7 separate regions of the Mus musculus genome follow, and all the other regions are linked to region 1. The links are chromatin contacts, called in public promoter capture Hi-C maps. All regions are on one chromosome and are shown on one strand. Each heading gives the region's core, a stretch centred on a gene start, on an enhancer-like site or on the middle of the called end of the contact. The rest is flanking DNA. Distances are from core to core; before and after follow the strand shown.

The links. Promoter capture Hi-C pulls out the DNA fragments that hold promoters and counts their contacts. Capture Hi-C pulls out chosen DNA fragments and counts their contacts.
Region 2: a promoter capture Hi-C map of liver shows a contact between it and region 1, with 6 times the contacts expected there. The contact joins the promoter of Map2k3 here to the promoter of Iba57 in region 1. A contact is called at or near these places in 2 of 39 promoter capture datasets (liver and pre-B cells).
Region 3: a promoter capture Hi-C map of pre-B cells shows a contact between it and region 1, with 3 times the contacts expected there. The contact joins the promoter of Natd1 here to the promoter of Iba57 in region 1. A contact is called at or near these places in 3 of 39 promoter capture datasets (liver and pre-B cells) and 1 of 9 other capture datasets (liver).
Region 4: a promoter capture Hi-C map of adipose tissue shows a contact between it and region 1, with 3 times the contacts expected there. The contact joins the promoter of Shmt1 here to the promoter of Iba57 in region 1. A contact is called at or near these places in 1 of 39 promoter capture datasets (pre-B cells) and 2 of 9 other capture datasets (adipose tissue and liver).
Region 5: a contact with region 1 is called in a promoter capture Hi-C map of hippocampal neurons, with 3 times the contacts expected there. The contact joins the promoter of Mfap3 here to the promoter of Iba57 in region 1. A contact is called at or near these places in 2 of 39 promoter capture datasets (hippocampal neurons and pre-B cells).
Region 6: a promoter capture Hi-C map of pre-B cells shows a contact between it and region 1, with 7 times the contacts expected there. The contact joins the promoter of Sap30l here to the promoter of Iba57 in region 1. A contact is called at or near these places in 2 of 39 promoter capture datasets (liver and pre-B cells).
Region 7: a promoter capture Hi-C map of pre-B cells shows a contact between it and region 1, with 6 times the contacts expected there. The contact joins the promoter of Gid4 here to the promoter of Iba57 in region 1. A contact is called at or near these places in 8 of 39 promoter capture datasets (3T3-L1-derived adipocytes, HPC-7-derived erythroid cells, hematopoietic stem and progenitor cells and 4 more) and 2 of 9 other capture datasets (adipose tissue and liver).

What each region holds. Positions count from the first base shown.
Region 1 is chr11:59,161,353-59,165,737 of GRCm38.p6, forward strand. Iba57 (IBA57 homolog, iron-sulfur cluster assembly) reads right to left here and starts at 2,393. Exons shown (of 3, transcript NM_173785.6): 1 at 1,999-2,393. The coding sequence starts at 2,339.
Region 2 is chr11:60,929,845-60,934,229 of GRCm38.p6, forward strand. It overlaps Map2k3 (mitogen-activated protein kinase kinase 3), which reads left to right and starts at 2,210. Exons shown (of 12, transcript NM_008928.5): 1 at 2,210-2,427. The coding sequence starts at 2,379. Map2k3os (mitogen-activated protein kinase kinase 3, opposite strand) reads right to left here and starts at 2,023. Exons shown (of 2, transcript NR_027800.1): 1 at 1,722-2,023.
Region 3 is chr11:60,911,285-60,915,669 of GRCm38.p6, forward strand. Natd1 (N-acetyltransferase domain containing 1) reads right to left here and starts at 2,508. Exons shown (of 3, transcript NM_025294.5): 1 at 2,345-2,508. The coding sequence starts at 2,441.
Region 4 is chr11:60,809,102-60,813,486 of GRCm38.p6, forward strand. It overlaps Shmt1 (serine hydroxymethyltransferase 1 (soluble)), which reads right to left and starts at 2,164. Exons shown (of 12, transcript NM_009171.2): 1 at 1,803-2,164.
Region 5 is chr11:57,516,558-57,520,942 of GRCm38.p6, forward strand. It overlaps Mfap3 (microfibrillar-associated protein 3), which reads left to right and starts at 2,108. Exons shown (of 3, transcript NM_180599.1): 1 at 2,108-2,155. It overlaps Fam114a2 (family with sequence similarity 114, member A2), which reads right to left and starts at 2,087. Exons shown (of 14, transcript NM_026342.3): 1 at 2,016-2,087.
Region 6 is chr11:57,799,274-57,803,658 of GRCm38.p6, forward strand. It overlaps Sap30l (SAP30-like), which reads left to right and starts at 2,364. Exons shown (of 4, transcript NM_001081168.1): 1 at 2,364-3,016. The coding sequence starts at 2,819. It overlaps 2010001A14Rik (RIKEN cDNA 2010001A14 gene), which reads right to left and starts at 2,194. Exons shown (of 4, transcript NR_131042.1): 1 at 1,961-2,194.
Region 7 is chr11:60,414,743-60,419,127 of GRCm38.p6, forward strand. It overlaps Gid4 (GID complex subunit 4, VID24 homolog), which reads left to right and starts at 2,403. Exons shown (of 6, transcript NM_025757.4): 1 at 2,403-3,102. The coding sequence starts at 2,914. Atpaf2 (ATP synthase mitochondrial F1 complex assembly factor 2) reads right to left here and starts at 2,292. Exons shown (of 8, transcript NM_145427.3): 1 at 2,009-2,292. The coding sequence starts at 2,168.

The sequences.
Region 1 (4,385 bases), core at 1,143-3,642:
GGGGCGATACAAACAGGCTGTGAAGGCTCACTTAGTGAGGTTGTGGGAAGACTTTCCTGAGCTTTGCCCCAGTGTGGGAGCAGCAGGCCCGAGAAAAGGCTTCTCTCCATTTTCTTTTCTTGCTTTCTGTAGTGTGGGCTGGGCTGGTAACAGAAAGAAGCAGCAGAGACAGCAGAGGTCAGCAGAGGCGGTGGAACTGCAGTGGTGGCGGCAGCAGCTGAGCAGTTGACAAGCCAAAGCTGCAGGGAAGGCAAGCCTGCCAGCTGTCTGACAGCTGAAGCGACAGCTGAGCAGTTCAACAACAGCCTGGGCAGGAAGAAAGATGGCAGACAGAGAGTGATAGCAAGCTGAGACTGAAGAAGGAGAAACGATTACAAAGAGCCAGAGAAGAGAAACTGCAGACCCAAGTCACTGAAGAGTCCAGGGAGCTGCCAATCAAACCTTCAGAGCCAAGGGTCTGAGACCCTGTGTAGAGGAGCAGTGACAACAGCTGGTATCAACAGCTAAGGAATCTCAACTTCCATAGCCCGTACAAGAGCTGTAACACTGGCTGCTGCCAAGACTAGAGGAATCCCTATATGAGGTCCACAAGACCTGTAAACACATGCAGGACCAAGGCTGAAGACGCTTAGGGTCTTTAACACGAGAGGGCAACTGCTTCTATACTAGCAACCACTGCCAATCACCATGAGGAATGGAAGCCACCAAAGACTAGCGCTTGAATCAACTCCAGCTGCCTATTGGTAACATGGAGAGATGATGGCGACCTGGAAACACAGGCAGATCCAAGGCTCCAGTATGGAGTCCATGCATGTTTTCTACAAAGGGCAATGACTGGCTTAGGCTTAAGGCCCTGAGTCACCACAGCCCGAACACTGCCTGGAAGACACCATCCCAGGGTTCACACAGAACTCTATATGCCAAAGCATCACAGTGGGTCTGGCCCATGGGTTGTCATTTGCTGACACAGTTCTAGATTCAGAGATTCACTAAGCGAAGTAATGTGGGAAAAGGATCTCTAGGAAGCACATCACTGTGGCCTTTCAGCACCTGGAGACAGGCACTCTAGATTTCCCCCCACAGAATGCAGACAACTACTGGATAGTGGTGCCATGGCTGTCAATTCTCATCCACCACTCTCATCCTGGAATAGCTACCCTCAGGGGTTCAGGAACTGTTCTCCAGATATGAGGATTCCCCATATACTCCCAATGAGCATCTAGGGGCTACTGAAGAGGCTCACCAAAAACCAACTTGGAAAGACACCGGGTAGCTGAGACAGGCAGCCAGGCCTGGACTTTGGTAGGAGTCAAGGGACAGCTCAGGGACAGGATAGGGAGGGCGGGTCTTCACATGCCTACTAGACAATGCTGAGACTTCACGACTTAGATCCTATAAAGGTGAGCAGCTGAAGACTCAATGCTATAGACGCAGGCCCTGCCCAGACTGGCCAGCAAACACTATTTACAGTCACAGTCAGGTCTGCTGTATAGATAATGAGACCATACAGGCAAACAGCTGGCACTGCAAAGAGGAACCAGAAATAAGGGAAAAACTGGATTCTCAGAACACTGGGACAATCTGTCACTGTGGAGAGGCTGTGCAGAGAGTGGCTTTTTGAATAAAGTCCCACGAACCAGCGAAATCTTTCTAAGAAGTGAGGAGGGAGGGACAAAGCTGAAGCACCCATCTTGAAAATAACTCCAGAAGCTTCTGACTTGACTGGTTGGGGTCCCAGGCACAACGCTCTGTGCAAGTAACTAGCGCAACCTGGATGCCTTCCATGGGACATCCGCCTCTAGGTGACCCCTTCCCTAAGTCTAGATTGTCCTCAGAAAGTCATTTCCAGAATAATCTAATTATGCCTCTTCCCAAGGGTGTCTAGCCAGTATTCCCTAGAAATCTTATCCTGGACATCCTTCCTGGGATTCTGGAGGTCTGCTCCCTCAGCACTCTAACGACCCTACTGCCCCGCCCTGCTGCCCCGCCCAAGCTCACCCATACAGAATGACGTCATAGAGCGTGCGTCCCTGCACATTCAGGAAATGGGCATACGCCGCACGCGCAGAGGGCTGAGCCGCGCCGGTCGGAGGCCCCGAAAGCGGCAGCTCATTGGTCGATAGTCCCAACAGGAAGGGTGCAGCGTCCGGGCCGCGCACGCGCACTAAGGCGCGCCCGTCCAGCCGGAAGCAAGTCCAGGCCACACCGTCCGCGGGGTTGCTGCCAAGAAGGCCAAAGCCACGGGCTAGGCAGTGACTCGCGGTCCCGCTCAGCCGCCAGTGCCAAGCTGGGCTTCTGCGCCCCACAGCCGCGCCCCGAAGCAGCGCCACCGCTGCCATCTTGGGCGCTAAGTGAAGGCGGGCACCACAGCGGCCCCGGGCGGCGGCGGCGGCGGCGGCGGCTGGCGACGCGCGTGCGTGGGGGGGAAAGTGGGCGGGACCTCAGCCAGTGGATGGGTGCGCAAGCCCAGATAAACACCAAGGCTAGAGCCACCCGGTGACCCTTTCCTTAGTTGGCTCCTGGTCAAACCGCTTGTGGTCGTGGTAAATAAGTAAACATGAAATCTGCCATCTTACCTCGGTCCTGGTGTGCAATCCCAGCCAGCCTCTCGGGGGGCAGAGGCAGGAGGATGCGTGTTCAAGACCTGCCTGTGCAACTTAAAATGAATATCCTGTCTCCGAATAAAAAGTTGAAGATAGATAGCTCAGTGGTAGAGCATTTCCTAGCAGGCAGGAAGCCATGGTTCCCATCCCCAGTACTGCCCAGAAAAAAAGGAGGAAAAAAGTTAGGCATTTCCTTGTTCACGGTTAAATACGAACAGTATAAAATGTATTATCTTCACCACTGTTACTTTGTTATTGCTATACTAAACATGACCAAAAGCAACTTGGGAAGAAAAGGGGTTCACTTCATTTGAAAACTCTCAGGTCACACCCACTTACAGAGAGAACTCAGGGCAGGAACTGAAGCAGAAGCCCTGGAAGAGGGCTCTTACCGGCCAGCTTCTGATGGCTTGTCCAGCCTGCTTTTTGATACGACCCAGGAGCACCTGTCCACAGTGAGCTGGGCCCTCTCACATCAGTCATTGATGTGATATAAGCCAAGACCTGTTTAGAGGCCAAGCTTATGGAGGCGTTTTCTGAATCTTCCCAGATATCGCTAGGCTTGTGGCAAGTTGATGAAAGCCAGCCAGCGAGACCACTTTTAGTGCATTTATATCGGCATTGTTCAAACGGCTGCGCAGCCCTCACTATCATCCAACTCCAGAACTTTTTATCTCCCAATCATCCAACTCCAGAACGTTGACTCCTCCCAGAACACACACTCAGCCGCTGGTGCCCACAGTTGGCTTTCTGCCCTTGTGGGTTGGAAGCCTCTGAGAACCAGTGCCTGTCCTCTTGCACCTGGCTCTCTTCATGGAGCACCCATCCTCAGTATAGCACGTATCAGAATTCCCTTCCCTTTTTAAGAATTGTATTTTATAGCTGGGCATGGTGGCACACACCTTTAATCCCAGCACTTGGGAGACAGAGGCAGGTGGATTTCTGAGTTTGAGGCCAGCCTGGTCTACAGAGTGAGTTCCAGGACAGCCAGGGCTATACAGAGAAATCCTGTATCGAAAAAAAATTTTTTTATTACGGTAATGCCTACCTTTCCCTATGTGCTGAGCTGGCAACGGGTACTTGGGAGGTCTCCAATTCTTGGAGCCAGGAAAAGTGTTGCTATGAAAACAACTACACGGATGTCTCTTTGAGTCCCTGTTCTTGGGTCTTTGGGGCATACTGGATCATATTGCTACCAGGGAAACTGGAGTTCCTTTTGTGTGTTCTTAGTCTTATTAACAAAAGAATTTCGAAATGGACTTGGAGCTTGGTAGTGGCGCATGCCTTTAACACCAGCATTGGCTGGGCAGAGGCAGGCAGGTCTCTGTAAGCCCTGGCTAGTCTACAGAGCTAGTATCAAGACAGTCAGGGATACACAAATAAGCCCTATCTTGTGGGAAGGGGAGAAGAAAATTAACAGTTGAGAGAAAAACCTACAAAGAAAGTAGATGTGTTGCATAGTTCTTTTATGTCAACTTGACACAGGCTAAAGTCATCTGAGAGGAAGGAACCGCAATTAAGAAAATGCCTCCATAAGATCTGGCTTTAGGCACGTCTGTATGGCATTTTCTTAATTAGTGATTGATGGAGGAGGGCCAGGCCCATTGTGAGTAGGGCCATCCCTGGGCTGCTTGTCCTGGATTCTATAAGAAAGCAGACTGAACAAACCATGCTTCGGAGCAAAGCCACTATGCAGCATCCCTCCCCTCCCCTCCCCTGCCCTCCTCTCCCCTCCCCTCCCCTCCCCTCCTCTCCCCTCCCCTCCCCTCCATGGCCTCTGCC
Region 2 (4,385 bases), core at 960-3,459, 1.8 Mb after region 1:
GTGCATGACCACTGTGCCTGTCAATAGGCCTGCCCCTGGGCAGCCATGCTAAATGCATACAAACCCTGTGCATCTTGTGGGAATTCATGTGTGCTTGGGGTGTATGATCAGTGCATGCGGAGGAGGCTCTAACAGCATCTGGAAGGGGCTGCATCTGAGGGAGCCTCTCATTTCTGACCATACCAGTGGTGACACAATTGGTTTGGGGGCTTTCGCTTCTTCTCTTGGAGATTCTATCCTTTCTCTTGCTTCTTTAAATCTCTGCTTCTGTGGCACCTTTAAGGGAGGCTTTTCCTGACTGCCCTCACTAAAATCACACTCCCACCTCCAGACACACCTTCTCTCGTCCCCTTTTTTCCACAGCATTTGTCAACCTGAGACACCCTATCATTTCACTTAGGCCAGAAGTCCATTCCTTTCTGAGAGCAGCGTTGTGTCTGTTTTGTTCGTCGTTGATCCCACAATGCTACATCCACAGTGTGTGCTCAACCAGTGAGTTGCTCCCCACACACTAGGTTTGGACCACCCCCTTTCTTCAACTCACAGTCACATGCTAACACAGGCTGAACCCTTCCCATCCCCAACCTCAGCTTTCCTTAGAGGGGTCTGCTCTCCCGGGAGTCAGAGTAAGAGATGGCCTGCTGGGATCTGAGTCTAGTGCTCTGGCCAGTTTCTGAGTGGTCATGAACTTCCCCCAGCTAACTGTGACACTTAGGGACAGGAGGGTAACAGATGCTGTTGGCAGAGGTGGCCAGAGAGAAAAAGTCTTCCATCATGCCCCTCATTCCAGCAGCTGACTGGCTTGCTGGTGCAGCCTAGCCTGGCTTCCTGAGCAGGTCTCCACTCCCTGCCCTGGCCTTTCTGTTTCTTCCAAGGATGGTCTCTTACCTCTCTTTCTGATGACTAGTCCAGGAAGGTCACCTTCTTTGACCCCACCCAGGTGAGGCAGGGCCTCTTAGGACTCTTGTATCTATTTATAGCACCCCACATGGAGTCTGTGATCCCTGGGCTGTTTGTCAAGTTCTCTGACTAACCCATTAAACTCCTCCTGTTTGAGGGCCTTGTCTGAGTCACCCTGGTGCCCAAGAGCCTGGCACGGGACTAGTCACTTTACCCATGTCTGTGGCATGCTTTTCCTACTTCCTCTGTTCATTCCTTAAATATTTCTTAGGCACCTACTATGTGCATGGCTCTGGGCTAAGCCTTGGGATTCAGCAGAGGATGAGACATTCAGGATTCCTAATGGGGAGGGGCACGTGGCACGGGAGGAGGGCTGCGGTAGAAATCAAATATGCAAGCCAGGCATTCGGGGCCTGAGTGTTGGCCAGAGAGCTAAGACTTACTCCAGCTCCGACTGACTCCTTGACCTTGTGCTTCTTGCCCTCACTAGACCTGACTTTCCAATCGACCCCAGAGATTCCTGGTTAGTGTGAGGACAGAGGCTCAGCGACCGACGGCCGAGATGGAACCCCAGTCAAGGCTGGCAAAAGGTATTTCAGTGTTTGGAATGACACTTTGTTTAATCGGAGACTACTCCCCAGCCCGGAGAGTGGAGCTGCTATAATGTTACAACCAGTTACTTTGTCACTAGGCAAAGGTTAGCCACTGAATTCCCCGCTCCCTAGGTGCTGGCGTGCCAGGTGCTTGTAGAGGCTGGACTTAAACGCGTGCTCGTTCAGCAAGGCGCAGTAAACTCTTTCCCACAGTCGGTGAACACTCACCTGGCACGCGCCCGCCGTGGGATCGCTCTTTTCCTGCTGCCCTAGGAGGCAAGCCGGTGGTCGCCGCTCTCTTCAGGGGAGCACATGGACGCTCATCCTCGGTATGGCTCAGCCATTTAGGAGTCTAGTCTCACTCAGGGAACACTTTTAACCCCACGGAGCACATCGGCCCTGCCCTGCCCCCCTAGAGATCTTGGGATTTTCCAGATTGCGACCCGCACACGCTGTGCCATAGGGGGGCACAGGCTGGGGCACCCAGGACCACGCCAGCACAATCCCCCGAGTGGGTAGGGCAGTCATCTAGACGGCAAGAGGGCGGAGCCGAGCTGTACTAAGGGGAAAGCTGGGTTGGATTCCGGCTCTTGGAGGGTGGGGTTTGTGCGTGACAGTCCGGGCGGCGTCTGATAGGCTGGGGCCTTTTCAGGCGGGCCAATCAGTACGATGGGCGGGGCCTGCGTGGCGCCGTCGGCAGGCGTCCGGCGCTGCCCAGTGTGGCTTTGGCGCCGCCCGCCTCGGACGCTTGGAACCGTCGCGTCTGTGTCGCCTGTCGCCCATCGCCTGCCGCCGCTGCCAGCCACCAGCAGCCATGAGCGCGCCCGGCCCCGGTGTAGTCTGCTGTCCTCTAGATTAGTGCTCTCCGCCGCGACGGTCCGCAGCATGGAGTCGCCCGCCGCGAGCCCGCCGGCCAGCTTGCCTCAGACCAAAGGTAGGCTCTCCCGCCCTGTTGCGCGGCCCGTGCCACATTCAATTTGAGTCCGCCCGTGATCCTGGGCTCCCTTCCGGGCTGGGCACAGACGTCTGCACTCCAACCCAGGACTGGGTCCAGCCCAAGCCCGGGACCTCACGGGACCTTATTGGAATCCGGATCTTAGGCCGTGGGACTTCACCCAGGCAGGACCTAGTTCTCGCTCCACTCCCAAGTCTGTAGCCTCACCGTGAGCTCCTCATTTAGGCTTCCGGGCTTCATCCTGGACTCAGGGATTTCAGTGATCCCTGCTAGAGGGTCTTTGGGCTGCTCTAGCCCTCTCAGGCCAGGCTCTTGGATTTTGTCCAGGCTGGAATTTACTCTGGGCCCCAGGGCTGTGTTCCCAATGCCGGAAACCTGTCTACTCAGAGCTCCTCCACTCTTCCAACTCCTTCCATCCTTGTGAATCCTCCTTTGCCCCATGTCTTGCTGGCCTGCTCACTGGCTGCCTGCACTCCTCCCTAAGGCTGTCCCTGTAGAACTTCCTGGCGTCTCCACTTCGCAGCTCTGCCCATGCTACCTGCTACTCAGTTGCAGTCTTCTCACTGAGTTTCCCGAGCTGACCGATTCTTGCACCTAGTGTTTCTTAGTCTGCTCTTAGACGTGCTGTTTGGTCCTTGGGCTAGCAGCAGGCCAGGGGCTGGCTGTGCAAAGCTTGTCCTTCTCCAATTAACTGTCTTTCCTGGAAATTTCTGTGAGGTGGCAGTGGTGCTGCGTGGGCTGCAGCAGCAGCATTTGTCATGGGAAGTGAGGGGGACAAGATTTGGAGGTCAGAATGCTTTTTTTTTTTCTCCAGGAAGAGAGAAGGATGTTTTTTTTTGACATGTCAGAGACTCAGTAGGGTTGATCTGCAGAAAAGATTTCCAAGCTGGACCTGGAGATATGAATGGGTTGACCCTCTGAATTCTGAACTGCTTCACCTGGCTAGTCTCTGGGCATGTCTAGGACTTATTAATGAAATGGATATTAGGGGCGTGATGTGAGATTGAATGTAGAGTGGTTTGAAGCAAGCACGTCTGAGATGATCGAGAACCCAGCATAGCGCCCAGCACATAGTAGGTACCCAGGGGCAAATAGTTGTTGCACTTCCTTGACTATCTCCAGCTTTCCTGCTGCAACGCTGGGCCCAGTTTTGGATTGCAGCTGCAGAGCACAGAGGACAGGGATGGCGGGCACCTAAGAGGGTACTTGTGCAGTGGTGGCCTTCTCTCCTTCTGACCTAGGAAACCTCAACCTCAGGAGTCCTGGTCCTGGTCAGGTTGTCCTGAGCAGGCGGGGGCCTTTTGGGTCCCCTACAGCTGGCTTCCATGGCCCTGCAGGAGCCTAGTGGACGGGGTAATTGCATCTTACATAAGTGGGAGGCCAGATCCCTGACCATTGCCCAACTTCTGTGAGTAACTAGGGAGGCACTTATTGGGGGAGGTGGCTGGGGAGGACCTTGCAGTGCAGACCTCGTGGAACTTGAGAACCAGGAAATTAGATGCTGCTCCACTCAGGAAGGGTTTGGAAGCAGTGTTTGTTTTGGAGGCATTTCAGCTCTTCCAGGCAAGAGATGCCTCACCAAAATAAAAGTTGCAGTTGCAGATCACAGCCGGAGAGATTGTGAGTGATAGGGAGAGACCATGGGCTTTCATGTGCTTGGTGACTTGAGGCCTGGCACTGGACGTTCCGGGCCTCTCTTCTGAGTGTGAGTTTGCAGATTGTAGGTTAGGTAACATGGTATTGGATGGTTTGGGTGGAGGCTTTTTCCTGGGCCAGAATCCCTGTAGCCTTTTAGGGGTCTGGAGATAGCTGTAGTGGGAAACTGACAATATCCATTCACCAAAACTCTAAGAGGTTTTTTTTTTTCTTTTTTCCACGTGTTATACATTGCTTTATTACTCATCACCCCATTTGCCCATAAACAGAGGCTGGGGAAC
Region 3 (4,385 bases), core at 1,258-3,757, 1.8 Mb after region 1:
CCTGCTTGTAACTCCAGTTGTCAGACCTGATGCCCTCATTTGACCTCTACAGGCACTGGAATGTATGTTGTCTGTACATACACACACACACACACAAATAAAATAAAAACAAATCTTTAAACACATACACATCCGAGGTTCCATTTTGGACTAGTTGTCCATCAGCCTTGTGCCTTGGTTTCCCACCCATGGAACAGTGGATACACGCCCAGCATTTTCAATCTGGGGTCATGTAGACTTGAGTTCCAGTCTCCTCCAATCAACAAACTTCCTCCATGTTTCCTGTCACACATGCTCAGGACTTAGACGTTTCTTCACACCCCTGATCACACTGCTTGGACTTGTGCAGCACCCAGCTCCCCACTGTCATACCCCACAGTGCGCTTCCCATCAGCACAGCCTTAGGGTTCCTGGTCCATGGCATCTGTCCTCTTTACAAGGCATTTCAGGACCCCACAGCACTGAAGGTTGAAGCCACACCCAAGCTCACATTTCTGGTTCCTATATTATTTGCCTCCTTGACCTCTTAGCCTTATCCTACCTGTCACGCTCTTCTATGCCTGCACCACTCCTGGCTGCTCTGAAACACACAATGGGTACTGCAGGGCCTTTGCTCTCAAAGGTTTCTTTCACACAGTGCCTTTCTTCACAGCTACAGCTGTTTCTTGTCTCTTTCAGGTCTCTACTTAAATACCACCTGCTTGGAACTTAATGCCAAACAGTGGCTCTGCCCCAATAGACCCTTCCTTCTGCCTGACCACGCCTCCCAAGGCCTTGGTTTTATGAGATATTATGCAATTCATCTGAGACCCATCTCCTTCTTTAGACTGGCAGCCCTACAAGTCCTGGGTAAATAGTAGGTACTCAGTAAACTGTTGGCCCAGGCTGTACAGGAGGAGCCGAGGCGAGGTTGCCCGCCTCTAGCAATTCTGTCTCTCTGTCAACGGGGCAGCAGATTGCAGAACGGTTAAGTTTAAGGATATCATTTGTTCATAGCCAGCTCTCAAGAGTACTGTCCTTTTGACTGGACCCATTTGGAAAAGAAAGAGAGAGAGAAAGAAAGAAAGAAAGAAAGAAAGAAAGAAAGAAAGAAAGAAAGAAAGAAAGAAAGAAAGAAAGAAAGAGAGAGAAGCCTAAGGCTTCTGCCTTTCTCTTTATGGATCTGATGTGCCTCCACAGTCCCCAGGAACTAAAAGCCTCACTGGAACTAAGAAAACTTCAGAAAAGAGGATCTGAAGAAAAAAGAAACAAAAAACAAACAAACCCTCAGATAAGGCCTCTCAAGGGATCAGGGCCAAGTGTCACAGTCAGCTGAGCTACCATCAGCATGACAGCAGGACTTGTTTCTCTACGGAAAGAATAGGGCAAGGGGCAGCTGGGCCCTGATTTGAATATGCCTCTGGTCTTGTTAAAGCTGGGCAGGTCCCATTTCCTGCACTCCCAGCCTCAGTTTACTCATCTGTAAGTGGGGCGGTATGTCACAACACAGGAAGTGATAGCTGCCCCCACGGTGGTTAGGTGGCACAAACGGGAGACCTGGCCTCCAAGTGCAGGTCACAGAAGGTTGGCTCAGGAAGTCAGGATAGGCTGCGTATGCTTGACTGCTTACAACCTACCTACTGGCCGACCACACTCAAGTGGTGCATCCTTCCAATCAAAATAATATGGGCAGTGGCTAAGTCGGGTCTCCCCAGAGGGCCCAGCTGGGAGGAGTGGGCTACAGAGAGCTCAAGGTCCCATATTCCACAATCTTTTCCAGCCCTAGAATCAATGGGAGGAGTGTCGGTCTGCTGGTACAAACGCTACAGATGAGGCTTTGACTTCTCTATCTGTTGAAAAGTAGCCATTTATCTATGTTTATCAGCACTTGCTGTGCACCAAATGTGTCATTCTGAACTTTTACTGCCACAGCATCTCATCCAAAGCGGTTTGCACTCCAGCTATCCCCATTGCAGATTCCGGGAGACCGATGCACACATTGACTAGACAAACTGGCCAAAGTCTCAGAATCACCTACCCGCCTCCTCCTCCAGGCCACATATTCCCTAGGTTATGCCCCAGGCCCCTGCAGGCTCCTCCACGGCGGCAGGAAGCAACCGAACACCCGGGGGGTGGGGGTGGCAGGCCACCAGTGACCTGCTCTCTGGGACCCAGGGTGGCAGCCCTCCGTCCGCGATGTCGGAGGCCGGCTGCGCTAGCAGGTGCGGGCTGCCCGGGCAGACGCGCTCCGGCGGTGCCAGTCGGGGGGTTCGGGAGCCCTCCCGCCCCGGGATCCATCTGTCCGTCCGCCCGCAGGTCCCGCCCCGTCCCGCCCGCGCGCGCGCAAACAAAGGCAGCTCGGTACCGTTGAGGCGCACGGAGAACTGGCGGCGTTGGCGGTCGTGCTCCACGCGGATGGGGCCGCCCTGCTCCAGTGCGCTCGGCGGGGTAGCGTGCGCCATCGCGCGCGCCGACACTGGGGACCGCGGGCCGCAGCGAACTGACTCTTCGGCGGCGCGGGCCGGAGAAGGGGGCGGGGCCGGAAATCAGCTGTGAGTCACGTGCGCTGCGCGCACTGTCTGTTTGGATACATTCCTGGCGTCTCTTAAAGAGACCGCGCTGCCCGTTTCGCTCGCGGCTTCAACAATGATGTGCTGGTCCATCCAGGGCGCCGATTGTCCTCCCGAATGCCCCAGAATGACTTTTAGGACCCACACGGACCCATATGCAAAACACGCAATGACCTATGGGGTAATTTAGATCCTCCCCGCGACAGCCATTTAATATTAGGCATTAGCCTCACTGCAAGCCTGAGGCAATAGATAACGTCAAATGCAAGGTGTTGACAGGCAAACCTACTCTCTGCTGGAATCGTGCGGGCTGGAGCTATGCAGCCCACCCACTCGGGCAGCTGTAGCTGATATTGAGAGATTACCCCTAGGCATGTTTGGGACTGGGTGAAAAGCCACCCCTCCCAAAGAAAGCCAGAAATATGAGGTCCCTAGGGAGCTAGCTACCCAGGAGCCAGTGTTTCTCTAGAAGTACAGTATTAGGAAAGCTTGCCGACCATGGATGTTCACAGAATCATATTCTGTTAATTACCGTGCAAATTTGATGTCCACATCTATGAGACCACCACACAGACATTAAAGTTTGAGTACCTCAGTGGAATGCTTGAAGGCTGTAACTTCAAACCTGTACAAAATGTGTGTCTGTGTGCGTGGCGGGGGCTGGGGGTGGGGGAGAGGCGGGGGACAGACCAACAAGGAAGCATTTTACAGCTAAATGGAGATCTCCGTGGGCTCCCTTCCAATTGATTTCTTCCTTTTGAAGTAGCTATGCTCCCTGACTTTTAGCGCTATTGACTAAACAGCTTTTCCTAAGAACATCCTATTTCTTAAGAACTACACAGTATTTACCTTTTCGTATCTGGTTTCTTCGCTTCCACCTGTCATCAGCTGTGTTGTTGCTGCTATCATGTTCACCAGTGTGTCAGAGATTTCCCAGGAAGCAGGTACCAGTTTTCCATCACGTGTTAATGGGTTGTTGTGTTGTTTTGGTTTGGAGCTGCTATGAGTAACAGGCTGTGGATGTCGTCTGGCCAGCATTCCCTTAGGGTAGCTCTCAGGAATATACTGCCGAGTTTTATAGCCAGTGGATATTTTGTTTTGTGAAAAACTGCAAGATCCTTTTCCAAGTGTACGACCTCACATTGCCACAGAGAGTTCTGTAAGTTGCAGTGGGCATTTTGTCATTAGTGGCAGTGACTGACTCTTGAACCTTTGCCCAGGCTGCCAGGCCATTTAGTCCCCATTTAATGAACACTTTCCTCTGTAACCCCCCCCCCCAATCTTTTATTTGCCTTCTTCCAATCATTTTTATTGCTTGGTTGGGGGGTCAGACATACTACTGAGAGAATCTTTTCTGAGCAAATAATTTCCTTTTAACAAGTGGGTGTTGTGTCACAGCGTTTGTAAACAGAAGGCAGTGCGGAGGTGTGTCATTATATGCAAAGTGACTGAAAGGGATCCAGCCATCATAGAGGGCCTGGAGCCTGGTTGGCAGAGTCAGAGCTGGAGGCAATTGTGAACAAGGAAGATTAAAACCTGTGAGTCTCAGGTGACGTCACTTCCAAAGAATGTAAGTGGAGATGGTCAAAATATGTTCCTGGACAGTGTCTGAACAGGCCACTCATCTGCAGGCTGCTGGGCCTTTGGATGACTACTGCCCAAGCACCACTTCCTGGGGAAGTCCTCCTGTGCATTTATGTCTACAGACGTGGCATCTGACCAGCCAGTCTAGACCAGGGGAGAGTCTGATCTGATAAGCCTCCAATAGGGCCTGGCACAGTGGTTGTCTACCTATGGGTTGTGACCCTCGAACCAGCCTTTCACAGTGGTTGTCTA
Region 4 (4,385 bases), core at 914-3,413, 1.6 Mb after region 1:
CTGGTGGGGTTTTTGTTTTGTTTGTTTGCTTGTTTGTTTTGTTTTTGGAGACTGGGTTTCTTTGTGTAACAGTCTTGGCTAGACTGTTCTATAGACCAAGCTGGCCTTGAACTCAAAGACTGGGCCACCTCAGCCTGCAGAGCGTGGGATTGCCTGGTTCCCACCCTGCTTTTACCACTATGTCGGATCACAGTAGTGCATCCCCTTACTAAACTAATATATGTCCTTCCTGAAATAAGGTACTAAAATAAGCTAGTTTTCTCTGAACTACAAAAAAAGTTCAAATTCTTAAAAAAAAAATCCCATTTGTTTACTGTGTACAGGTGTAGGTACACGTGTTACAACACACAGAAGGAAGTTCCTAGGGGTAAAGTCAGTCCATTAGGCTTGTCTGTGAGTCCCCTAACTCAAGAAGCCATCTTGCTAGCTCAGAATTCTTCAAGGAGCTCAAGAAGCTTAGTGTATACTTGATTGATTGATTGATTGATTGATTGATTGATTTTAAAGACAAGGTTTCATGTAGCCCAGGCAGGCACAGAACTGGCATAGCAGAGAAGAGCCTGAAAGTTCTGGCCCACCCACTTCAGGAGTCCTCAGCTTATAGGCACGCCTCAGCACATTTAGTTTCATGGGATGCTGGACTGAACCCAGCTCCCTGCATTCCAGGCAAGCTTTCTACCAACCAAGCTGCTTTCCCAGGCCTAGCCTCAGTCAGGTATTTAATAGTTTTCAACAACAACAACAAGGTCTCCATATAGAACTATCCTGGAATCACTATGTAGACCATGCTGGCACTGAACTCTGCCTACTTCTACCTCTTTGTCTGCTGGGTGGGATTAAAGGCCATACACCACAATACCCAGGCCAGGGCATTAGTTTTATGTTTTTAGAGAGGGTTTTTCTATGTAGACCAGGCTGGCCTTGAATTCACAGAGATCTTCCTGCGTGTGCCACCACCACTCCTGGCTTACTTAGGGCTTACTTAGGAAGAAGATCTTCACACTATAGACTTTTGATTATTTTGTTTTCCAAGACAGGGTCTCTCTGCAGAGCCCTGGCTGCTGAACTGTCGTTTTTGAGCTAACTTTGGGGAAAACATACAGCATTTCCTTATTACTGTCTATAGGTCTGCCAAAGTCCATACCCACGTGTTAGGCTGTAATGGGGACAGGAACAGTGCGAGTCTCTCTGTGCCCTGCTTTATAAAGAGAGGAGGCTCTCAAAGGCCTTGGAGTGGCTTTAACTAAGGTCATATAACAGAGGCAGAATGTGAACTCCTGTTTACTTTTGGTGCTTCCCAGAATCCTGGGTAACACAATTACTCACCTCCATTCAATTTCCCCTCAAGGAAGAAATTTTAAATGTATTCTGTACGGAGCCTAAACTGGTGTTTCTGGTCCAGCAACTGCCTGGCTCAATTAAACACATTTGTGCTTGCTTCAGCTAACCAAAGGTCACCTAACTTCCAGACCTTGAAATAGAGGCACTGGGCTAAGAACGCTACAAGCCAACCTGTCCCCTAGATAGAGTAACGCACTGCAGATAATCAGGGTTGTACTAGTAAATCAAAAGCAGTGATTACAGACAAACCTCGGAAGCTTCGTTAACATGTATAAACCAAGGGGTTCCATCCCAGCACCACATGAACCGAGAGCGATAGCTCTTACTGGTGAGGTGGAGGCAGAACCATTAGAAGTTCAAGGTCATCCTTGGCTACACATCAAGTTCGAGGACAGCATGTGTGACACTCACACCTCAAACAAAACAAAAAGAAACAATCGCAAAGATTAGAAATTACATACCTTGTATTAGGAGCGTGGATTTTGTGAAAAGGTTCCAACCCTTGGTGCAGGGTGGCCTCCAGTTCACTTGGTTTCGGGAGCTGGCCGTAAACGTCTGTTCCTCCGGTCTTTATGAAAGGGACTAAACGCGTTGTGGTGGCGCACGCCTTTAATCCCAGCACTAGGGAGGCAGAGGCAAGTGGATCGCCGAATTCCTGGAGAGCGCGCGGAAAGTGACCACAGCAACACCTCCAGCCGGAACCCCGCAGCGGGCTGTCCTAACAGCCCAGCACGTGCTCCGGGAACCAGCCTCCCCACCACGTGACACACCACGTCCGGGGGAAACCCAAACTTGGCGCGCAGAGGCCGGAGCTCCACTAAACTCTCCCCAGCGCAGCCTGGTCCCGCCCCGCCCCTACAGCGGCCCAATCAGTGGGAGCATCCAGGTAGAGCCCGCCCCCAGCTGCCCACGCGCGATTCGCCCGCGCTCAGAGCAGGGCAAAGCCTGACGGAAAAAAAAAAAAAAAAAAAGAGCTCTGAACTGGAGGGGGTGGGAAGGAGGAGGGGACTGGGCGGTTCCTTACCTTGGGACCTGGGACTTTTGGGCAGTATTGCTGATTGTAGGAGTGTTTTGTGATCCAGAAGACCTGGATAGGATTGGGGATCGAGCCTGGTTCGGGTTCAGTTTCCAGTAACTAATGCACAAGTGTCCAGGGGATCTGCCTCCAGAGTTCTAGGATTAAAAGTATGTGCTACCATGCCTGACATAAATAGATCTTTTTTTTTTTTTTTTTTTTTGGTTTTTTGAGACAGGGTTTTTCTGTCTAGCCCTGGCTGTCCTGGAACTCGCTCTGTAGACCAGGCTGGCCTCGAACTCAGAAATCCACCTGCCTCTGCCTCCCAAGTGCTGGATTAAAGGCGTGCGCCACCACCGCGGGTCCTGGTGTCAGCCCACAGTAATCCCTATCTCAAATAAATAAGTAAACAAAAAAACAAACAAGACAAACAAAAACCCAGCTGGCATGACCAGAACTCTACAGGCTTTGGCAGAGGGATCTTGAGACAGAGGGCAACCTGACTAAATACCAAGATTCAGGCTAGCTGGCTGTCTCAAATATTAAAATGAGGCTGGCTGTGTGGCTCGGTGTTAGAGAGCCTGCTTAGCCTAAACAAGAGTTTGCGTTGTTTGTGTTACACACGCTAGTAAAAACGAATGAAGCAAATCATATTGCCATGGGGCTAGAGAGATGGATCAGTGGTTAAGAGCATTTGTTGCTTTTGCCGAGGTCCTGAGTTCAATTCCCAGTACCCACATGGGTGGCTCACAACCATTTATACCTTCAGTTCCAGGGGCTCTGATGCACACTTCTGACCTCTGTGGCCAATGCATGCATGTGGTACACACATACATGCAGACAAACACTTGCATATATAAATAAAATAAATTTTTAAATATATATTATTGCCATGTGTGCATAAAAATATAAAAATACATTGTTTAGTAACAAAATTAATTTAAAATGATAAGATTTAAAAAATCATTTTAGAGTCAGGAGGTAGTAGTGCAGCCTTTAGTCCCAGCCCTCAGAAGGCAGAGGCAGGCAAAAGGGTGTTAAATCCCCTAGAACTGGAGTTATAGTTGGCTGTGAACCACCACAAGGGTTCAGAGAACAGAACCTTGGCCCTCTGCAAGAGCAGCAGTGCTCTTACCCACTGAGCCATCTCTCCAGCCCCTAATTTAAAAAAAAATAGATTTAAATAATAAAAATAAAAACAAAACCCCACAGGGCTGGAGAGATGGCTCAGCAGTTAAGAGCACTGCTGCTCTTCCAGAGGACCTGGGTTCAATTCCCAACACTCACATGGCAGCTCACAACAATCCGTACTCCAGTTCCAGGGGATTTAGCACCTTCGTATACATACAGGTAAAGTGTAACTTTGACAATATGTTCTCATTCTCTGGCTGATTCTGACTTCACCTGTGTCTAACTTGTTCTCTCTCTGCAACCTGTCTCTCTCTAACTGTCCCAGCAAAACTGCCTCCTCCTCCTCCTTTTTCTTTTCTCTCTGTGCTGTTCTCTCTTAAGTACCTGTATTAGTCAGGGTTCTCTAGAGTCACAGAACTTATGGGTAGTCTTTGATGACTTAGAATCTGAAGTCCAACTCCCCAACAATGGTCAACAGCAGCTGTGATTGGAAGTCCAAGGATCTAGCAGTTGCTCAGTCCCACAAGGCAAGCAGGCAAAGAAGACTGAATCTTCCTTCTTCCAATATCCTTATGTAGGCTTCCAGCAGAAAGTTGTGTCCCAGATTAAAGGGGTAAACCACCACCCCTGAATCTTGGACTTCCTTGTCCCAGGCTGACCTTGAACTCAGAGATCTCCTTGCCTCAGTCTCCAGGGATTAAAGCCATGTACTACCTTGCCTGAGCCTAAGCTTCTCATGGCCACTATGCCTCAAGATCTCCATGCCAAAGATCCAGGTCAGAAATATGTGTCTTTCAGTCTCAAGATCTGGATCACAGGTGAGCCTTCCAATTCTGGAGTGTAGTTCATTCCAGATATAGTCAATTTGACAAATAGGAATAGCCACTAGAGTATCCTC
Region 5 (4,385 bases), core at 858-3,357, 1.6 Mb before region 1:
ACCTAGAGCAGTGATCACAAACTGGAAGTCTGTTAGCTAACTACAACTTACAGGGGTTTTTAATTAGTCCACACTGTTTAAACCTTTTTTTTAATTAGTTGCTAACATTTAAAGTCTCATCTTCCATAGAAACAAAATGACATTTCTAGGTCCCCTTGTAAAAGATAATGCAACAGGGACACTTAAGTAGGTAAGACCTATCTGGTGCCAAATGGCTGCTGAATCCTTTCGCATTTGAACAGCATTCTCTCATACTCTAGTATCTCCAAATTTATAGTATTCTTTTATAGTAATCCAATTAGACCATGCATGCATCTGTGTTTGTAATGTCTACCTTAAATATGCTTAAGATTTTAACGAATGAAAATGCCAATGAGATAAAGAAAAGTTCAGGCTTATGACAGTCAATCTCAGTTGCCAAACTGATATGCCTAGAACCACCAGAGAGTCCTCTGGGCACATCTGTGGAGACTGTCCTGCTGAGGTTAACAGACTCGGGAAGACCCATCTACTGTGGGTGGCACAATGACAAAGGCTGGGATCCTGGAAGGTGTCAAAAGGAGAAGCCAGCTGATGGCAAGCATTCCCTGCTCTCGGCTTCTAGACTGTGGGTGCAAAGTGACCAGTTTCCTACGTGACCTTCCTGCCACTGGACAAGCGAACTGTGACTCAGAATAAGATCGCCTTCCTTGTTTCTGTCTGGGTATCTTATCACAGCAACAGGAAGGTAAACAAACAAAGGGTATGGAGACAGCACAGAAGAAAGGTCAGGGAGCCATGATATAATCCCCTAGAGTCATGTCTCTATTAGGGAAGAAGCAAGGGTGACAGGCTAGAAAGGTAGACCAAGAATATGCTGCCTAGTGTTCTCCCTCCTCTCCTCTTCTTTTTCTGCTGCCATCTTGTCTCTCCCTCCCAATAAAACCTCTTCCACGTGAAAAAAAAAAAAAAAAAAGGTGTTGCCTAGACTCTATGGGTACACGATATGCATATATTAAACTGTCCCAAAAACTCATAGAAAAAAAAAATTCCATACACAAGTACCAATTGCCATGCAAACTAACTCAGAAAAATAGAAAAATAACTCGTTTAACTTATTCATGGCAAGAACCTTTTGCATATGGACCCAGTTCTGGAGACAGAGAAGATATGTAAGGCAATTTCTGCCCCTGTCAGTCCAAAGGCTGATCTAACAAAAAGACACCGACATGCTTGCCCAAAGTTCAGAAGGTGTTCTTGCAGCTGTATAGACACTGTTTTAGAGCTACCTTTTTCTTCTTTCTCCGAGTTACAACATATAATATATAGTCTCTCGATTTGCTCTATGTAAGCAAATAGAACGCACATATTGCATACGTTCATTTAAATTTTATGAAACTAGAACATTCCGATTAGTAAACTCCAGCTGTCCCTATTATTTCACTTGCACAATAGAGATTTTAATAAGCATCGAGGACGTGCCAAGAGTTTAGGCTGAGTCAGGAGACAAGATTCGTGAGTGGTGATGTCCCTCTCCACCGTTCCTATAAGTAAGATTAAACACATACCAGACATACGGAATTGTACTATTTAATGTTTTCCGGGTATGGTTTTTCCTGATTGGAGGAGAACAATCCAGGTGACTGGAGAAGTCAAACAAGGCGCCTCACAGTCGAGACACAAATATGCCCAGAGCACACGCGTGACCATCGCCTTTACCCGGAGGCGGCGTGGCTGGCGTGGCTGACTAGCTGGAAGCCGAGCCTGGGGTCAGCGCTGCCGCCGGTCCGTGCGACAGGGAGCCCCAGCTGCAGGCTGCGGCGACTCCCCAGCTAACGTGGCGGGTCTCTCGTCTCCGCACGTCCGCACGCAGGTCCCACCCCCAGGCCTCAGGTAAACAAGCTCTCCAGCCCTTCGGCCGGCAAGCCCACCAAACATGGCTGGAAGCGTTGCAGCCCCTCAACCCGTGACCCCGAGACCCCCCAGCCTTCGCCGCCCTCACCCGGAAGCCCCACAACCCCGACACCGCCCCTCACCGCGGCCACCGCCGCTCGCTCGCCGATCCGACCCGACCGTCGCGGAAGTACTCCTGACCTCAGCGCGGAGGCGGGGTCGCCGTCGAGGAGTACTTCCGGGTCAAGCATCCTCTAGGGCGGAAGGCGCTGACTGCAGAGAGGTGAGTGAATCCGCTGCTCCGGTGGCTTCCTGAGAGGTAAAGGATGCTTGAAGCTGGACACGGGGGATGCCAGGATGTCCGCCCTCCGTGAAGGCTGGGTGTGGGTGTCGGGGTTCCGCCATGAGGTATTTCCAGAATACTCGAGGGCCAGCGACGATCCGGGACACAAACTGGGAATTCAGGGCGGGCCCTGCTCTCAGCTCACTGCAAAGGTGGTGAGGAAGGGAGACCACCACCATCAAAACAACGGAATCTGAGGGGGTAGTTAAGTGCTTTCGTCCAAGTTTAAATGCGGTGATGGAACGGAACTGAGTGAGGAAGTGAGAAGGGGGAAGCCTGCCTGTAGGGAGGAGGAGTAGAGGTTTTGAATAAATAGTAAAGGGAGACGGGGGGGGGGGGGGGGGGCGGAGAACTTGGGCACTGGGTCTTTGTGAGGTCGGTGACCAGGCGTTTGACTTAAAATTTGGAACTCGATGGGAAGTAATTGATAGTTTCTAAGCAGGAGAGTGATATGCTTTTGATTTGTAATTTTAGATGTGCAGTGCATCGCTTCATTTGTCCCTGGGCAGTTTATCCAAGAAGACATTAAGCAAAATTGTGTTAAAATATGGGGTGGGGGGGGCACCTGAAACCCTAAAGACTTGCTTTCGAGTGTCTCGCTGTTGTGTTGTGTTGGTGTATAGCTAAGTGGGAGTGCGTTTGCCTGTCATGTGCAAGACCCTGGGTTTGATCCTGAGCACAAAAAAAAAAAAAAAAAAAAAAAAAAAAAAAAAGGAACAGATTCCCCTCCTCTGTTCAATCCCTTACATCAGTGTTCAGATGTAACTGCCACTTCCTAAAACCCTTCAAATGTTTGACTTTACTTTCAATAGTAATTCTTTACATTTCCGTATGCTGATATTCTCTACGACCTTACTAAATGCCTGTTCCTTTGAAGATTTGCAAGTTCAAGGCTAGCCTTGGCTACATTGTGAACTCTAGGCCAGCCAGAGCTAAGTAACCACATCCTGTCACAAACAAAAACGTCTGGTCCAACAAATAAACCAGAAAAAAGATTTCTTCTGGTTTTCTTTTGTAAAGGAAAAATGTATAGGAATGTATCTTGGGCCACTAGTAACTGTCTTGTCTTTTACATGTTGCCATTAGTATTATAGTGACAATTCTGAAAAATTTTGGTCTTAGAGTCCATTGCACTTAAACTTACCAAGAATTTTGAAGAGTTTTGTTTAAATAGATTACTACTGCCAGTACATTCCATTTAAGAAATCAAAACTACTCTCAAAAAAAGAAGTAGCTTTAAAATGGTAAGTCACTAAATGATAACTGACATTTCTATAAAGATTATTTTCCAGGTGAAGTACTGGCACAGGTCTGTGATCCCAGCATTTAGCAGATGGAGGTACAGGCAGGAGGGGAGCTCAAGTTTACCTTGGAGTGCAAATTCGAGGCCAGCCTGGACTACATGAGACCTTTCTCAGAAACACAGTTTCTCTAATTTCTCATGGGAAGCTGTTACTGGGGAAAGGAAATGATAAGCAAAAGGAACAACTAGAACCAGAATGTGAGGTTGAAGACAGTTTAGAGACAGTAGAGAGTAAGACACACGTAACTGAAGCTTTGTGTGGGGACTGGAAACATTGTATGATTCTAGGCAAAGAAGGGGATGATAATGGAATCAGCATCCAGATATGGAAACTAAGCGGCCTCGAGCACATCAGAGCAAGTGATAAAGGTGCAACTTAAGACCATACCAAATTACAAACTATTTCAGGCAGTTTGTGCACGTGTGCACTGTTCCTACATATTGAACTCCCAGAGTGTTACAACTGCTATCTGAAGTTTTAAGCTTATCTCCTAAATAGTGAGAAGTCTCCTAATAGATTTTGTTTTTCTTTGAAAGACAGTATTTGGATATATCACAAGCGGTTAGATTGGATTTAAATAAGTGTGGTACCCAGATGGGGTAAAAGGACTGTGATCTAGGCAGATACAGTAGGACCTAACTGGAAAGTATCTTAAAAAGTGTAATAATGACAATAGCATGTATTTGTAATGTACCTACATCCATGCATGCTTCCAGACATTCCAGGATTGTTACCGTTACTAACCCCATTCAGTAGATGTGAAAACAAAGGCTTTTCCAGACTGGGCTTCACTCAGAACAAGGACCAGGTACGTGTAACTCCAGAGCCCATTCTTCTGACCACTAAATTATATAATCCTATAATTT
Region 6 (4,385 bases), core at 1,114-3,613, 1.4 Mb before region 1:
TGGTTTGGTTTGGTTTGGTTTGGAGATGGGGCTCTAGCATACTCCCAGGGAGGCCAAATTTCCTGGAGCTCGAATTTCTGGCAGTGGAGAGCCTATGTAGGGGTTTAATGGAAATGAACTGGGATCTTCTGGAAGAGCAGTTATCTCCCCAGCTCTCACCCTGCATGTATTATTTATTTTAAAATAAATACACACACATCACATTCCACAAGTCCATATGCAATTCTATATCCTCGTTTTGTTTTGTTTGAAACAAGGTCTCACATAGCCCAGGCTAGCCTCAAGTTCAATAAGAACTCCAGATCCCGCTACACACTTCCCAAGCAGTGGCATAGCAGGTGTGGACCACCGTGGAGCGCTCATTACTCAGCATTGACAAGGCGTTGTCAAGCGCTCGGAGATCTTTGCTACAGAGTTGCTGGTGAGTTTTAACACTTTCTGAAGATGTTTAATTTTGCTTCACCTCTTCTCGTTTGTAACTTTTAGAGTATTTTTTATAAGCAATTTCGTAATGGACACATTTTGTTTTGTTTTGTTATTTTGAGACAAGGTCTCACAAAACCAAGACTGACTTGCGAGCTATGTAGTCAAGAATGATCTTGAGGGGCTGGAGAGATGGTTCAGCGGTTAGGAGCACTGACTGTTATTCCAGAGTTCAATTCCTAGCAACCACATGGTGGCTCACAACCATCTGTAGTGGGATCTGATGCCCTTTTCTGGTGAGTACAAAGACAGCTACAGTGTATTCATATCCATAAAATAAATAAATAATTCTTTTAAGAAAAGAGAGAGAATGCCCTTGAACTTCAGATCTTCCTGCTGAAAGGTGGGACTACAGGCCAGTGCCGCCACATCCTGTTTAAGTAGTAATGTGGAACAAATCCAGAGCCTCGAGTGTGCTGATCCACTCTGCCACCAAATTACAGCCTCAGCCCCCACAGTGGCCTTAAATTTTTATCTGGTAGGTGTATTTTCTAACATACTGTCTCCTGTGTGAAATTAATAAAAGTAAACTGTACAAACGCACTTTTAGACCTCTGGAGAGAATTTAAGAGCTTTCCGGACACCCATCCCATAACCATACCTCTCCCCCACAACACTACTGACTGTAGGACCCGACCCTCAGAAAATTCCCTGTGTCCTTGCATCAAGGACGAGGTGACACCCTGGTCTTGGCAGGGTGCGGTGGCCTCCTCCCGGGTTGGTCTGAGTTAGCTTGAAGCAATAAAACTACAAATCAGTCTCTAACAAGTCTGAAGGTGAGTCCTCCGTTGGTGGCCTAAGGGCTTTTCACCTTTGCCTCAGCCCACAAAGTCCACCCTGAAGATCAACCCAGGCCAGGGTTGCTCTGACGCTGGGCTCTCCTCCTTAAGTCCCTTCTTCCTTGGTGCCCGCTGTACTCAAAGATTTCTAGTTCACCTGTCCGACCTCTCCTGTCTCTCAGTGCCTCTTTACGCGCATATGCACTTCCTCGTTAGCTTCATGTCCCACACCATGCACCCTGTCTCCCGCTGCCGCGTAGATCCTCCAGCCCAGGCTTTTCCGTTTTGCCCAGTCTGTTCTCCTGGCAGCACTTTCTCCCTAAGGTCTCCTTCCCATACCCTTCCCTTGTCCCTCAGTTTTCCTCCGCACGTCGATGCTTCAGTCCACTGCGAACGTGATCTCTGCTGCAAGTCTGTCCCTGCTTCCCGCAGACCCCACTCAACATAGGAGACCTTGCGGCCTGTCAGATCCGGCTTAGCATTTCGTTCCATAACCGGCTTGCTCACAACCCCACTATGGAGCCGGACCTCTGCTCAGGATCCCGCGCTGGGATTGGGAACCTGCTCAACATCCCATCCCGGAATGGAGACCCTGCGACCCTCCATATCCCGCTCAGCACCACTCCCTGAGGTGGAGGCCCCGCGTCCCTCCTGACCTAACACAGCATCTCGCCCCAGAGCCAGAGGACCTCGCTCACCATTCCTGGCCCGGACCAGGACATCTTGCATTCTTCCAGACCCCGTTCAGCATCCCTCGCGGAGCGAGGTCCCTATTTACCATCCTAACGGCCTAGAACATCCTGCATCCCTCCAGACCCATCTCAGCATCCCACTCCACAACCAGGACTAAACCTGCGGCCCGCTGTCCTCTCTAGCCCGGGTAACTCTTCCCTCTTGCACTTTCTCTACTTTGAACCCATCCCAGCAGAGTCCAGGAAGTAGCCTGGCACCGGAGACCGGCAGCGATGGCGCCCAATGGGAACTGCCAGCGGCGACGTGGGCCCCGCCTACATAAAGAATACGACCATTGAGCGCACAGAGGCGGGACTTCCGCTGTGCCGCGGCGGGCGGGGGAGCGCACTGTTGTGGTGCGGCGCGTCGGGCGGGCGGCGGCCGGGGCGGCCCAGGGGCTGCCGCGGGGACTCGGGGCGCCGCCGAGCGGCCAGGCGCTGGGGCGGCCCGAGCACACCGCGGGGCCCGGACACGGCAGGTTCGAGGCCGGGCCCCCGCGCGGGGAGCCACGGGGTGGAGACTTTGCCGCGCGGCGCGGAGCAGGCGGGAGCCGGCGGGGGCCTCGGGAGCCCCAGGGCGGCCGGGCCCGGATCCCGGGGGAAGCCTCGTGAGCCCCGGCCGGAGCCTCGGCGTGTGCATCCCCGCCGGGGCCCGGGCTGCAGGAGCACAGAGCAGCCGGGCCTCGCGGAGCTCGGAGCGCGCCTGACCCAGGGCGCACCGTGGGACCCGGGCGCGGGGCTGGCGAAGAGCTGCCCCGCGGGGCTAGCAGCCGCGGAGTGGCCTACAGGGGTCCTCCCCCGGAGGGGCCGGGCCGGGGCGGGGAGATGAACGGCTTCAGCACAGAGGAGGACAGCCGCGAAGGGCCCCCTGCCGCCCCCGCCGCCGCCCCGGGCTACGGCCAGAGCTGCTGCCTCATCGCGGACGGCGAGCGCTGCGTCCGGCCCGCGGGCAACGCCTCCTTCAGCAAGAGGGTGCAGAAAAGCATCTCGCAGAAGAAACTCAAGCTGGACATAGACAAGAGCGTGAGTCTCGGGGCATAGCGCAGGGCCGCGGGAAGGGACCCCGGGGACGCTCCGCGCGGTGGGCCTCGCCGCGCAGTCTGTGCAAAACAGGGGACTCAGGTTCTTGGAGGCCGCTCGGTGCTCCGCGACGCTGCCCGCGTCCCCGAGGGTGGGCTGGGAAACCAGGGAGGGCTTGGCACACTCTCCCTGCCTGGGAAAGCGACAGCAGTTTCCAGCTGTCACTGTTGCGCCGAATAGCAGAGCAGAGAGAGGTGGGTTACTTTTGCAAGAATTGGGCAAAAGAGGTGACAAGGGAACCGGGAGGATCTTCTCCAACTTCGTCCTCCCTCCAGGGACCTTGTCGCTCTTTCAGACACTAGCAAGGTGGCCGCGACTTTCCTGTCTGCCGCGGCCTCCGGTCTCTGCAGCGCAACACAGAGCCCGCTTCGCTGGCAGCGAATGAGTTTTTCTGAGATGTGGCAGAAATAAGGCCAAGGCCGGGTCTTAAATGATTTGCTGTGGATGTGATTGAAGGGGGCGGGGAATCAGCTTTCTTGCGGGGATTAGCATCTTTGGTAATGCCGTTGGAGGTGGAGAGGTGCAAATTTAAAATGGAATGAGATTGCCCTATGCCTTGTGGCTAATTATAAGAAACTTCCTGAGTGATTTCACCTACTCTGGTCCTCAAGATGTGCCTACTGCCAACCGGTTAAGAACTTTTCAGTTTGACATCTGTTGCTGCAAGCCCTGAGTGGCAGCTTCCAGGTTAGGAATTGAGACTGAGTTAAGGAACTTCTCATATTCAGGAGTTTGAATGATTACTGTTCAACGGTTTGGGGAAATCAGACATTGCTTGGTAGCGGGAAAGGGAGCCGATCTTTACACTTCTGATGTGGCAGAAACTGAGGCTGGGGGCGGGGGGGTAGGAAGCAATGGCGCCAAGAGCACACTGCACTTAAAAGCTGGCTAATTTCCTAAGCCCACTTATTGCCTGGCTTGCTTCCAAACCTTACACCCAGTTTTCATTCGTCTATAATAAATAAGATCATCATCCTTTCTTCTAGACTCTTCTCTTGCACACTCAGTTTTATTTAGTCAACCAGTAGAATCCAGCTCATTTGAAATCGTGCTGGGTTTTGTTTTTTGTTTTTTTATGATTGGGACCTTCCTTTTTACAAATGTCTTGTCAGTAAATAAATGAGTGAGTGAATGAATGAATGAATGAGATTACTCTGAAGCAAAGCTGGCTAAACCCTCAGGTGTCCCCTGCTAATCACACATGGGAGTGAAAGTGATCCCGAGACTGGGGATGAGTTTATCCACATGGAAACGGTGCCTGCCTCCCGTGTGGGCTGCTGGCAGTGCTCACATCTGGATGGTTTTGTTGTTG
Region 7 (4,385 bases), core at 1,153-3,652, 1.3 Mb after region 1:
AAAATATCTCCCACCTGGGGAGGACAAAAAGAGCAAAGCATACCCTAGGGAGGCACGGCATAAACAAAGGAACACATTCAGGAGTTCACTAAATAGGCAAAGGGTCAATTTAAGCGCATGGATGCTTTTTGTTTTCCATTGTGGAGGTGCTTGATCTGCCATCTTTTCTTCTGTATTACAGACTTACCAGTTGGCTCTTAGCATTATTTAGCACATAGTAGGTAGTCAAAGGTGAAAGAAAATAGGAATGTATGAATGAATGGGGCACAGAGAGCTATCTGTAAGTCAAGCCCGTTCTCCTCCTCCCCATACCCCATGACCTCAAGTGATCCTATCTCAGGCTCCCAAGCAGCTGATACATGTGTGTGACGCTACTCTTAGCTTCTTCCTTTGTCTTTACTGGCTTTTTCTGCCCCACTTTTAGGCCTTCGTTTGTGTCCTGATAAGCAAAAATCAGCTCCCTGGTGCATCCACTCCCTTCCCCAGTTATATAAAATCATGGGCTATAGACCATTGAACGGCTCACCACGTATAGACGCTGACCACTAAACCCAACATCCTCAGTTCAGTCCCTCAAAGCCACAACCAAGTCCTGCTGGTTGTCCTCTGACCTCCATGTGCATGCCAAGTGCACACACAGATATATACACACTAAATGAAACAAGAAATTATGGGATTTACAGCCTAAAGAATTCTTAAAGGCAATCTCATGCTTCAGATCACCAAAGAAAGCAACATCATACATGCCCAAGACCACAGTACCTCAGAGATTTTGCCAACAACAGACCCCAGGTTTGTACTCTTATGCCAATTGCCAAACTGCCTATGGAATTGTTGCCTAATGAGGGCAGTGTTGCAGCAAGACCTCTAACACCCAGTCATCACCTCTGGACATGTTACACCCCCTTTCTCCCCCATCAAACTCTTACTCATCTCTCAAGCCCCAGTTTAAATGCCCTTTCAATCACCCTGTACACGCTCATCCTTGTGATTTCTTAAGTCCTTCATAGTTCCCATATCACAATATATTGCAAACTATTGTTTCGTAAGCATAATGAATCCTGCATCTGATGTTGAGAATCATTCAGGTGAGACCACATGCCCTCAACACAAAACAACTAACTGAATTTAGAGAGGTCATCACTACTTTTCATTCACTGAAGTGAACCTCACTTGTAGCAATCTCTCTTTCAGAAGCAATGAAATAACCTTCTTTCAGTCTTATTACAGTCCTTAGTAGGTCAAAGAAGCCTGGCATAAACTCCCACTTAGAGAAAGCTGCAGAGAATGCAGAGGCTGTGGCACTGCACTAGGACAGAGGGCCCGCAAACCCCTAAGGAAGTGTGCTGTGTGTGGTGGAAGACTTAAGGCCTGCCTCTGTGCCAAGTCTTCTGCTGGGTCCTGAGGACACAACACAGTCATGAGGACACAACACAGTCAGGTCAGTCTTTGCCTTCCATAGCCTCAACCAGTCTGCTCTGTGACCTTGGATGTCCTGATTGAAAGCCCAAATTTTCCTTTCTGAATCCAACTAAGACACCTGCTCCCCTTTAAAAGGAAAAACAAACAAACAAACAAACAAGCAAACAAAAAAACCCTGAAGCTGGGAGGTGGTGGTGGTGGTGGTAGTGGTGGTAGCACTCAGGAACTAGAGACAGGAGGATCTCTGAGTACGAGGCCAGCCTGGTCTATAGAGTGAGTTCCAGAGCAGCCAGGGTTACACAGAAAAATCCTATCCCCGAAAAAATAAAAAGAAAAGAAAAAATAAAGGAAATTGAGAAAAGCCTCAAGAGCCAAATATCTCGTGTCCTGGGCACGCTGTGTCCCCTAAAGTCACCCTCGCACTTGTTTGGATGTCATTTTTCAAATTGAAACAGAACTCTGTTGCTCTAAATATTCGCATAGGCCTGAACCCTGCCTGTCACCCCGCATTGCACGTCAGAAACCTTCCTCCAGGTGAGCCCGACTTGGCTCCTGACCAAAAAGTCACATTATGTCCGGGCCTCACCTGTTGGCGGGACATAGGCCCGGGCCGGAGGCTGCGGAGCTGGCCCCGGCCATACTGAGACGGTGGGGTCACTGAGACGCCGGTCCAAGAGACCGCGCCACCGGTCCCTCAGCCGGGGGTAGATTCGCCACATCCTGCCCAAGGACCTGGGTGGACACATGCGTGGAAACAGAGTACAGGAAAAGAGCGAAGAGAACCCCACACCCCTCGCTGGTTCTGTACGGAAACCTCTCACCAAGGGTTCATAGCCCTCAGCCTCCTCAGCACGCCGCCATCTTCCTCATGACACCTACGGCGCGCCGTCGCAGCCGTGCGCCCCGCTGCGCGCCACTCCCGCCCCCGTCAATCAGCATCATAAACGTGCTCGCCACGCCCCCTCCATGCCGCGCCACGGGAAGAAAACTACAAGTCCCAGAGGGCCGTTCGCGCTCTGCGCCACGTGCTTTCTCTGTCCGCCAATGGGCGGAAGCGCCGCGTGAGCTTGCTCCCGCCTCTCCAGCGCGCCCGCGCCAATTGGAAGCTGCAGAGTGTGTGTGTGTTTGTGTGTGTGTGAGCGCGCGCGTGTGTGTGTGAGCGCGTGTGTATGAGTGAGTGAGTGTGTATGCGCGTGTGTGTGTGTGTGCGTGCGTGCGTGTGTGTGTGTGTGTGTGTGTGTGTGTGTGTGTGTGTGTACCCGCGAGGGCAAGTGGGAAGGGAGACCCAGCTCAGGTCTGGGAGGCCCTGCTTGCAGGTCTCCGGGTCCAGGTGGCAACACGAGCGCTTGGTCTGGCCTCAGCGGGCGGGTGGTTCCCCGGCCCCTCCCCCGCGCGTGCGCGCCCGGGTCCGCCCTCCCCGCAGCTTCGGCTCCCGCGCGGCGGCGGCGGTTCCTTCCCCCTCCCCCAGCCCTGGCTCCGGGGGACCCCGCGATGCCGGTCCGCACCGAGTGTCCCCCGCCGGCGGGTGCCTCAACCACATCCGCGGCCTCACTCATCCCGCCGCCGCCCATCAACACCCAGCAGCCCGGCGTGGCCACCAGCTTGCTCTACAGCGGCTCCAAGTTCCGTGGCCACCAGAAGAGCAAGGGGAACTCGTACGACGTAGAGGTGGTGCTGCAGGTGAGCGCCAGGCGGCAAGGCCGGGCCCGAGGGCCTCCTCGCGGCGCTCACGGGCCGGGCCTGCCCTGGGCTCCTCGAGCCCTCAGCCGCGGACCAGGCCCTCTCACTGCCGGGGCCTCCTGCACCCGGCGCCTCCCACCGGGACCTGCCCAGCTGATGTCACACTCTCGAACCCTACCCCTAGCCCACCCCTAGACTCAGAGCCTGTAGTGGCCAGTCTCCGACAGACCCCGAAGACTGTCCCACACTTAGAGCCTTTGACTCGCCGGCTTGGGCATCCGGAAGCTCCCCCATGACTAGCCGTCCTTTAGCCTGAGTCGGTTCTTCCCAAGTCCTGTCCTCCCTACACCAGCCAGCCCTCCCACCAGTCCCTGTCGGATCCTGAAAAACTCTCCATTGGCTGCCCCAAACTCAGTACCTCTCGATAGCGGCCAGTGTCACATTCTCCCGGAATGAAGCTTTTCCTCTGACCCCAACTCCATCCTGAGTGCCAGGGACATTGCTCCTTAGGAGAACTCAGTCAGCCCACTGCTGACGGGGGAGAGGTGGCCAACCTCCCTCCATTGGCTGAGACAACCCACAGAGGTTGAGGCTCCCCAAAGACCAGGGAGCCTCACACCCAAATATCTCCAGTTGCACCACTTAGTGTTAAGACCTTGTCTCGTGGGGCCTTCCAGTACCAAAACCCGGCGTCAGTCAGTTCATAGGCATCCGCTGCTACACTTTGCTTCCTGTCCCAGGCTTCTTACCCTACCCTGCTGTGGCTCCTTCCCATCCCTGGCAGTCCCCCTGGCCTCTCCCCAGACCTCGCACCTTGATCTAGCTGGTTGCTATTGCTGGCTGTAGTGTTGCTGATTGTTATCTGCATAGCTCCAGAGTTTCCTCCGAGCCTCAGATGCCTAAGTACTGGGAAATCTAACACAGTTTTGTTTTGTGTCCACTTACCTCCCCCTATTTGACCTGGATATCTGAGTACTGGCTGGTGGCTGCCAGTCCCTGAACAACTTTGAAACTTCAGCTTCATCTTCTCTGGGCCTTTCTTTTCCAGAACTCCACCTCTTTCTCTCCCCCTTGAAGCTTTTCCCAACTGAAGGAGATTGGTGGGAGTAGATATTTCTCTTTTATCTATCTCCCCTCTCCACAATACTCTTCTTTCTAGGTATTAAACTGTCTGCCAGAAGACCAATTCCCTGTCCCACCTTGTGTGCTTTCTCCTAATGCCACCTCCTAGGTAGTTCCCCAAGTCTTGTTCCTTGAAAGCCAGAGGTTTAGAGGTGCATACT